Regions from separate parts of the Mus musculus genome. Here region 2 is linked to region 1. The links are chromatin contacts, called in public Micro-C maps. All regions are on one chromosome and are shown on one strand. Each heading gives the region's core, a stretch centred on a gene start, on an enhancer-like site or on the middle of the called end of the contact. The rest is flanking DNA. Distances are from core to core; before and after follow the strand shown.

The links. A called contact is a pair of places that touch in the nucleus more often than the background predicts.
Region 2: a Micro-C map of embryonic fibroblasts shows a contact between it and region 1, with 4 times the contacts expected there. The contact joins two enhancer-like sites. A contact is called at or near these places in 2 of 484 Hi-C or Micro-C datasets (embryonic fibroblasts and trophoblast stem cells).

Annotation. Positions count from the first base shown.
Region 1 is chr13:108,388,325-108,392,244 of GRCm38.p6, forward strand. Depdc1b (DEP domain containing 1B) reads left to right here. Exons shown (of 11, transcript NM_178683.4): 11 at 217-1,233. The coding sequence ends at 378. Among named protein-coding and RNA genes, the nearest start is that of Gm41056, 12 kb to the right of the region's middle. Within about 2 kb of position 2,442, at least 10 of the 459 cell types and tissues checked have an H3K27ac peak or open chromatin away from gene starts, as enhancers often do. A contact at or near this core is called in embryonic fibroblasts, where this site is marked.
Region 2 is chr13:108,597,216-108,601,480 of GRCm38.p6, forward strand. No RefSeq gene overlaps it. Among named protein-coding and RNA genes, the nearest start is that of Pde4d, 55 kb to the right of the region's middle. Within about 2 kb of position 2,501, at least 38 of the 459 cell types and tissues checked have an H3K27ac peak or open chromatin away from gene starts, as enhancers often do. A contact at or near this core is called in embryonic fibroblasts, where this site is marked.

The sequences.
Region 1 (3,920 bases), core at 1,192-3,691:
GTTGATAGGGGAGTGTTTTGAGAGGTTTCCTTACAAGGAAAACTTCATCTGAAGACTGGGTCGCAGGAAAGATGAGGTAGTGCTACAGGCATCAGCATCAAACAGTTTAGCCAAAGCAAAGGAAAGCAGGGACCAGGAACTCCTTCAATTTGGCTGTAATTTTTGTGTTTTTTTGGTGTCTTTTTTTCTTTGGACTCATAGTGGACTCATATTCAGTTTCAGAAATCTTACCCTGAGGTCTACCAGGAACGATTTCCTACCCCAGAGAGCGAAGCACTTCTCTTTCCTGAAAAACCCAAGGCCAAGCCGCAGCTGTTCATGTGGGCACTGAGGAAGCCCTTCCAGCCGTTTCAGAGAACTAGAAGTTTCCGGATGTGATGCAGTGATGGAGCTTGAGAGACCTCTGCGGCAGAGACAGTTTGAGTCAGCAGAGGTTCTGGAAGGCTGGTGTAAACTACTGCAATATGGAGTCTCGGAGCATCCAGCCGATCGCCCGACTCCTCGTGCTGAGCCCTTGTCAGTATTCTGATAAATCTCGATGCTGTTTGTAGAGATGTAAATGAGTGGGTGACTGTGAGTCTCGTGGGTAGGGGTGGTGTGAACAGGCTTGGGTAGGTTACAAAATCTAAAGGTAAAACATTCGTTCCCTTCCTTCTGTTTGTTGTTTTCCACGGTGTGTAAAGTCCTTGTGTGTGCCCCCTGCTCTCGTGTGCGTCTGTGAAAACCAAGCCTAGGAATACTGTACATACTTGAATGAGAACAATCCTGTGTGTGCTGTTACTGTGGTAGCCCTGACCCAGTGCATATTCTGATTTCTCCTGTGTAAGTCCCACTGGTTGTTGTTTGTTTGTTTGTTTTTATTTTTTAATTTCTTGTTTGTTTGGTTAGTGTGAAAAGTCCAACTGTTTTGCACTGTGATTGCCGTGTCTTGTATTGCAGATTTGCCTGTCGCTCTTTGATTACCCGTATGCCGGGCTGGGTCTGCGCGTGGCTGGATGTGGAATGGTGTGCATCTGCCCCCGGGCCCGCAATCCGGGTCTCCGCTAAAGGCGGCAGGTTGAGCTGGATGAAGTCTTTGGTTCCCTTAGACCTGCAAACCTGAATTCAGTCTGTTTTATGAAAAGTATAAAGGGGTTGAGTGAGATGAATTACGTCCTTTATGAATATATTTTCTCAGCTTCTTCATTGTTTTGAAAGTACATGGAATGTAAATAAATACTGAGTTGTTTATATATATATATATATATATATATATATACTATGCCTTGTGTTTTTCTTCTTTGCTATTTATTTGGATAAGTTAGGGAGTCTCCTCAGATGGCTTTGCCAATGTTTTCACATCACTCTGTGTGTGTATCATGAAGGAAGTGAGGTTTATTTTTGGCTTTTGTATTGGCTTCAGGAAAATGTGTCCCCCCATGTCTGTCTGTCTGCCTGTCTGACTCTGTGTTTTTCCCTGCCTCTCCCTTTTTCTTTCTTCCTCTATTCTATTCTTCCTCCTCTTCTCTCTTCTCACTTCATTGTTTCTTCTTTAAAATAGTGGCACATCTGAAACATCTCTGAGATGAATTACCCTGAGTTGATTTGTATGCTCTTGCATTGGAGATCTGCCCCTGTGGCAGAGTACTTTCTATCGCTGACAGAGATTTTGCCCATTTAAAAATTTATAAGTATTCCTGTTCCAGATATGTAATGTGACTTTTAGACTGAGTATTCTTAGACTGGACATTTTGTTGAAGCAAGTATAGTCGTGCTCAGTCCCGCTCTGTGATGGAGAGCTCTTTTGTCTGCTGTATTTGGAAGTGAGTGTGTGTGTGTGCGTGTGCGTGGATGTTTGTGTGACTGCTTTCTGTTTCATGCTTGCTTCTTGAGACATTCGTATGTATAAACACTGTAAGTCAAGTATAGCAGTGATGTTACATAGCAGCAGTGTCCAACGTGGTTCTGCCAGCTAGCAGGTGCGCCATCGGTGTGTGCTTTTTGACTCAGTGGTTTCACCAAAGCTGGCCTTGTTGGGTTTGAGTCCTTGGTGTGTAGGCGAATACTGGTGTCTCTCTGATTACAGTTTCACTCTGATTTTAATATAGCTGTACAGTTTATGGAGTCTTAGACTTTACATTTTTATAAAATTTTAACTACTTCTCATTTATATACACGTACATTCTATGATTTAGAGTGTATTGAACCTCTTTGAGCGTATTGAATCACTTTGGTGATTACTGCTATATTTTACAATTGTGCCACTTAGTTTTTGACAGCTTGACATAATCTTTATTCACCCAGAAAGCAGGAACCTCAGTTGAGGATTTGCCTCCCCAAATTGTATTGTGGGTGTGTCTCTGGGGCATTTTCTTGATTGATTGATTGACTGATTGATGTGGGAGGGCCCAGCCCACTGTAGTTCGTTCCACTCTCCAGCAGGTGGCTGTCTAAGAAAGCAAATTAAGTAGGCCACAGAGAGGAAGCCAGTGAGCAGCATACCTCTGTGGTCTGTGTCAGTTCCTGCCCTGATGTCCCCTCAGTCCCTCTCATGGTGTTTCCAGGACATGTAAGGAAACCCTTTCTTCCCCATGTTGTTTTGGGTCATGGTGTTTACCACTGTAACAGAGAAGTGAACAAAGACACTGTTAGCAAGCCTTCCAGTCATGAACCCACCATTAATTTTTGGTAGATGATAATCTTTACTTTTTTAAATTTACATATTATTTGTTTCTAAGTATTTAATACTTTGAAAAATGTTAGTATCAATATATTTTTTATTCTAAGTGTCTGGAAGCTCTTTTGCTTCTGTTTGTATGGATTATAAACCTGGGTTTTCTTACTGACTGTTTGTGACCTTGCTATACTTTCTCATTAATTCTAAATAGTTAGTGTGACATCTTTGTTTGCTTTTCTACATTTCCTACAGATTAGCAAATAATCAGTTTTTGGTTTTCTTTTTTGTATTTGAGCTATTCTCAGTAGTCTCTGTTTTCTGATTCTTAATTTTGAAAACAATTACATTTGTGTGTGTGTGTGTGTGTGGTGTGTGTGGTGTGTGTGGTGTGTGTGCGGGAGGGCTGTCAGTTAGAGGGCAGCTTGCAGGAGTCAGTGGGTCATGGGGATTGAAAAACTCAGGTTGAGAGGTCTGGCAGCATCCCGCCTGTCCCTGTTAAGCCTTTTCTCCAGCCATGCTTGATAGCTAATGCTTATGTTGTCTCTTTTCCTTGAATGTGGGATAAGGAGAGGCTCAGCATGGGAGAGCTGCTTCATCTTGTCAGTTTTAGGACGCAAACTCAGACAAATGGCTGAGGAACCTAGTTAACATACCAAAGCAGACCTGGCCAGCTCTTCCAACATCCCTCAGTTCCTACCTGTTACAGGATATGGTTGGCACACCCTACTCTAAACTTTTCCAGAGGGGGGTTGGGCTGCCCTTCCCTATATAACCCAGCCATTTTGTCTACGGGCCTTTTGTTTGGTCCACCCTTTACCCTCCTGGCCTCTTGGTCTGGCTCTCTCCTTTCCCCCTCCTCATATGCCCTTGCTCACATGACCCTAGCCTCAGGGTCCTGCTTAGTCTGGACTCTCCCAGATGTCCCTGCCACCGGCTATGCTCTCCCTTTTATCTACAGTAAACCTTCTCCCCAGCCATACCTATGAACAGTCTTGTCCTTCCGTCCTTCCTCCCTCCCTCCCTCCCTCCCTCCCTCCTTCCCTCCCTCCCTTCCTCCCTCCCTTCCTTTCTTCTCTTTTTCATTCAGTCAACAGCCAGTGGAAATAAGAGGCCTGGCAATAGCTTTTAAGGCCTACCTTAGTCCATTTTGAGGTGATTGGCCCTAGCTGAATTGCATTCTTTGAGAAACTCAAGAGCCAAAAGGACTGAACTAAGTTGGATTTTCAGACACAAGAAACTATTATATGGTATGTATGTATATGTA
Region 2 (4,265 bases), core at 1,251-3,750, 210 kb after region 1:
TTTTCTCTTTTGTGTTCTTGAAGTAGACACTTCACTTCACTAATCTGTGTTTAAAGAGAATTTGGAATGGTAATCATTAGCTAGTAGGCGTTTTAGGAATTAAAAATTAACAATTAAAAAAATTTCTACCATTGGATTTTCTAATCAGAAACCCTGCAAACATAATCATCTAAGTGGATGCAGGCCATGAGGAAGTAAGAAGCCATCCTATAACATTTAAGGTCGTTTAAGCTGTCTTTTTCTTGGTACTCTTATTAGATACAATGAAGTGCTTCACTAGATGTTGTCTGGGTATAGTAGTCAGTACTATGTGAATAGTTTAAGGAGTCCTGGGATGAAATGGTGACCTCATTGTCCCTAACAGGGCCAGAATCTCTACCCTAGTGAGAGTTTGAGAATTCCTCAAACTAAAAGCTATGTAACACAGGTTATTTCTAGCAGGGGGAGAGTTATGTGGGTGAGGAGAAGTAGCTTAAGGACAAAGTTTATCAACAGTGAGAGCTATGAGGTGGCAGGCAGGTTTTCTTGAAGAGGGTGAAGGGCTTGTCAGGTGGCCTCATCATTGTAGTTCCATCATTGTGGGACCCAGGGTGGGAGGCCTCATCCCTGCTCTCGTTCCTTCTTCTGTCAGATGGCTGTCTTAGGGCGTATAATGATGTGGCGGGGTGGGGGGTTTATTTCAGGGTATAGTTATAGTTATAGTTCATCATGAATGGAAGTCAGAGCAGAAATTTAAGACATGAATCAGGAGGCAGGAATTGAAATGGAGCCATCAAAGGATGCTGTTTACTGGCTTGCTCCTATGACATGTTCAGCCAGTTTTCTCATACAATGGTAGACCATTTTTTTGCTCAGGGATGGCACCACTCATAGTGAGATGCCCTGCCCCCTGTTCCCTTATCAAACATTAACCAAGACAGTACCCCACAGGCTTATCTACAGACAAGTCTATGAAGGCATTGTCTCAGTTATGATTTCCTCTTTACAGATAGGTCTATGTTTGAGTCAAGTTGAGAGAAACCAACCATCACAATGGTCCAACAAGTGTCACAGTCTTGTTCCTCTTTTTTGTTCTCTGGTCCTCTATGGTCATTCATACATGAGCTGAAAAGGTTAGAAATAGGTAGGGAGAGGACGTACGTGTCAAAAACTTGACCTAGGGTCTCACAGGAGCCTCTGCCTCATGGGAGTTAAGAGACTATCAAGAAACCTAGTTATCATTTACTCTGTCCTCCACCAATTGATTTTCTTGTGATTCATTCTTTTAGAACTGTGTTGCCTACTATGGTGGCTACCAGCTACATGTAATTATTCCCATTTATTAGATTGATTAATTAAATAAACCTAGTTCTTCTCTCCGAACATTATGTCAGATGCCTGCTTGCCCACATGTGGTAGTACTTCTCAGCATGTCAAGAGCTGACCCAGGAAGATCATCCCAGCAATCAAGGCCCATGTGTTGCAAGCTCGTCTCTGGAAACCCCATCTTCCTTGTCATCAGTGACCTGGCCTCAGGGGACCTTTATATTTAAGTAGAGTGATGTAGTCCTAGCAGAAAGTTTTGAGTTTTTAATTGCACCCAGGTTAATAAACTCATTGTTCCAATGAAAATAATGGTTTCCCAGCATTCCATTCTGATGAGTTCTTAGTCATGCAGTGAATATGGTTTCATTAAACACCACCCACTCACTGTGTACTTGTTACATGAGGAATGAATGCGACTCTGTCTCTAGATAAATGAATAAGATGGAGACGGGAGGGGGAGAAGAACAGGGGGGAGAGAGAAAAAAAACCCTAACAAAACAAAACAGCTTGATTAAACTGCAAGAAGAAAATGTCTATCTTTTATTCCTACTTGGAAGACTGTAGACAGTTTAAATGACCAGACCTTGATGAAATTCTCTGCCATTAATATACTAATATTACCATTTATTGCAATTTACAAGCCAGAGAATCATTGGATTCCAAACTAAACAAAGGCTTTATAGAAATACTGTGTCCTGTTCAACCTTAAAAAGAGTTTATAAAAAAGGTATGTCCTTCTCAGCCTTAAAACGAGACGGCTTTTGCTGTATGCCAAGCGTTGTGTTGACTGCTTTGCCTTCTTTTCCTTGTTGGAGTTTCACAACGCTCTCCAGTAAGGGCCAGCTGTGCACCTGCTGGAGAGGGGGAGCCTGGAGCAGTGCCAAGGCCGGGCACTGAAGCTGAGCAGATTAGACTCAAATCCCATTTCCTCTACTTACTAGCTTCAAGAGGGAAAGGATTTGCTTGACTTTGGTTAGCCCCAGTCTTCTTACATGTAAAACAGAGAACACAGTTTCCACCTCATGGGATTATGGCAAGGAGCAAGACGTTTAGAGCAAAGTGCTAAGTGTGCTACCTGGTATGCAGAGTGTGATTAAGGAAAGAGGAATCCTTCCACCATCAGTGTCACTCACCCTGCCTCATACATATCCTCAGCAAGTATTTGCTAAGTAGATGGCTGGCTGGAAGAATGTCACCCATTCTTTCCATCATTGACTCAGCATTCTCTGGGAGTGTAGGTGGGATGATGTGGGGGAGGCTGAGACTCATTCAACCTCAAATATCTTCTCCCTGGACCTGGCTGCTGTTTACAAATCAAGCATTACTCATTCTTTTCAGCTCAAGCCCCCCCCCCTTTAAATTAGATATTTTCTTCATTTACATTTCAAATCCTAATTTCCTCTCTGAAAATCCTCTATACCCTCCCGCTCCTCCTGCTCCCCAACCCACTCACTCCCACTTCCTGGCCCTGGCATTCCCCTATACTGGGGCATAGAATCTTCACAATACCAATGGCCTTTCCTCCCATTGATGGCCAACTAGGCCATCCTCTGCTACATATGCTACTAGAGACACGAGCTCTGGGGGTACTGGTTAGTTCATATTGTTCCTCCTATAGGGCAGCAGACCCCTTCAGCTCCTTGGGTACTTTCTCTAGCTCCTTCATTGAGGACCCTGTGTTCCATCCAATAGATGACTGAGCATCCATTTCTGCGTTTGCCAGGCACTGACACAGCCTCACAGGAGACAGCTATATCAGAGTCCTGTCAGCAAAATCTTGTTGTTATATGCAATAATGTCTGTGTTTGGTGGTTGTTTATGGGATGGATCCTGGGTAGGGTAGTCTCTGGGTCCTTCCTTCCATCTCAGCTCCAAACTTTGGCTTCCTTCCATGGGTATTTTATTCACCCTTCTAAGAAGGAATGAAGTATCCACACTTTGGTCTTCTTCTTGAGTTTCATGAGTTTTGCAAATTGTATTTTGGGTATTCTAAGTTTCTGGGATAATATCCACTTGCCAGTGAGTGCATATCATGTGTGTTCTTTTGTGATTGGATTACCTCACTCACAATGATATCCTCCAGATCCATCCATTTGTCAAGGCCCCTTTCATAAGCAAGTATCATATTAGGAAGGAATACATTAAGCTTTTTTGTGCAACGTGGCTCTGATCTAGCTACCAAGCTTCCCATCAATGGCAGCAAAGTGAAATCAGCTTTGGCCTGGAATCTAGGGCTTCTGGTCTCTAGATACACCTCTGTCAGCAGGTAGAACCACATCCCTGGGCTCCAGGACCTCATTTTTCCTACTGCTTACATGGGAGATTAGAGTAGATTTCCAGTAAATGGAAGATTATTTATTTTGTGAGTGGGGCACCAGGCAGCTAAGGTCAGTGGTAATGCTTAGGGGATGCTCAGATTAGTGAACTTGGAAAAGCTACAGTGAAGGGATTAGATAGCCTTGGAAGAAAGAGGAACATTTTCCCAGGATGGTCACGCTCTGTGTTACAAGGAGGACACAGGGAGAAGGACCAATAGTGAACAGGAATCAGCATGGTTGTTTTAGGAGTGTTTCACAGTACTATTTGAAGCCATTGTGGGTCACAAACACCATGCCTACATCTTACTGGATAACCACTAACAGATGGCCATCTGGCATGAAGCCAGTCAACTGATCTAAACACAATGTCATCCTTTTGCAGAAAGCCTTTCTGGACATTTCAGCAAATGCCTCTGGTCATGAGTGTCAATTCAGTGGTACAGCGGTAGACCGCCAATAAGTGGTGGGTATAGAGACACTGGCTGGGCCCACAGCAAGCAGCAGTGAAACTGCTCTTTGTGGCTGTAGGTATCCCATGGAATAGACTTAGAGTCAGCAATTGCTGAACATCTTCTGCATGGCAGACACCCTAGAGGCTTTTGGTTCGCTTAAGCAGATCTAGGGAATAGTATGGCTTTCTTC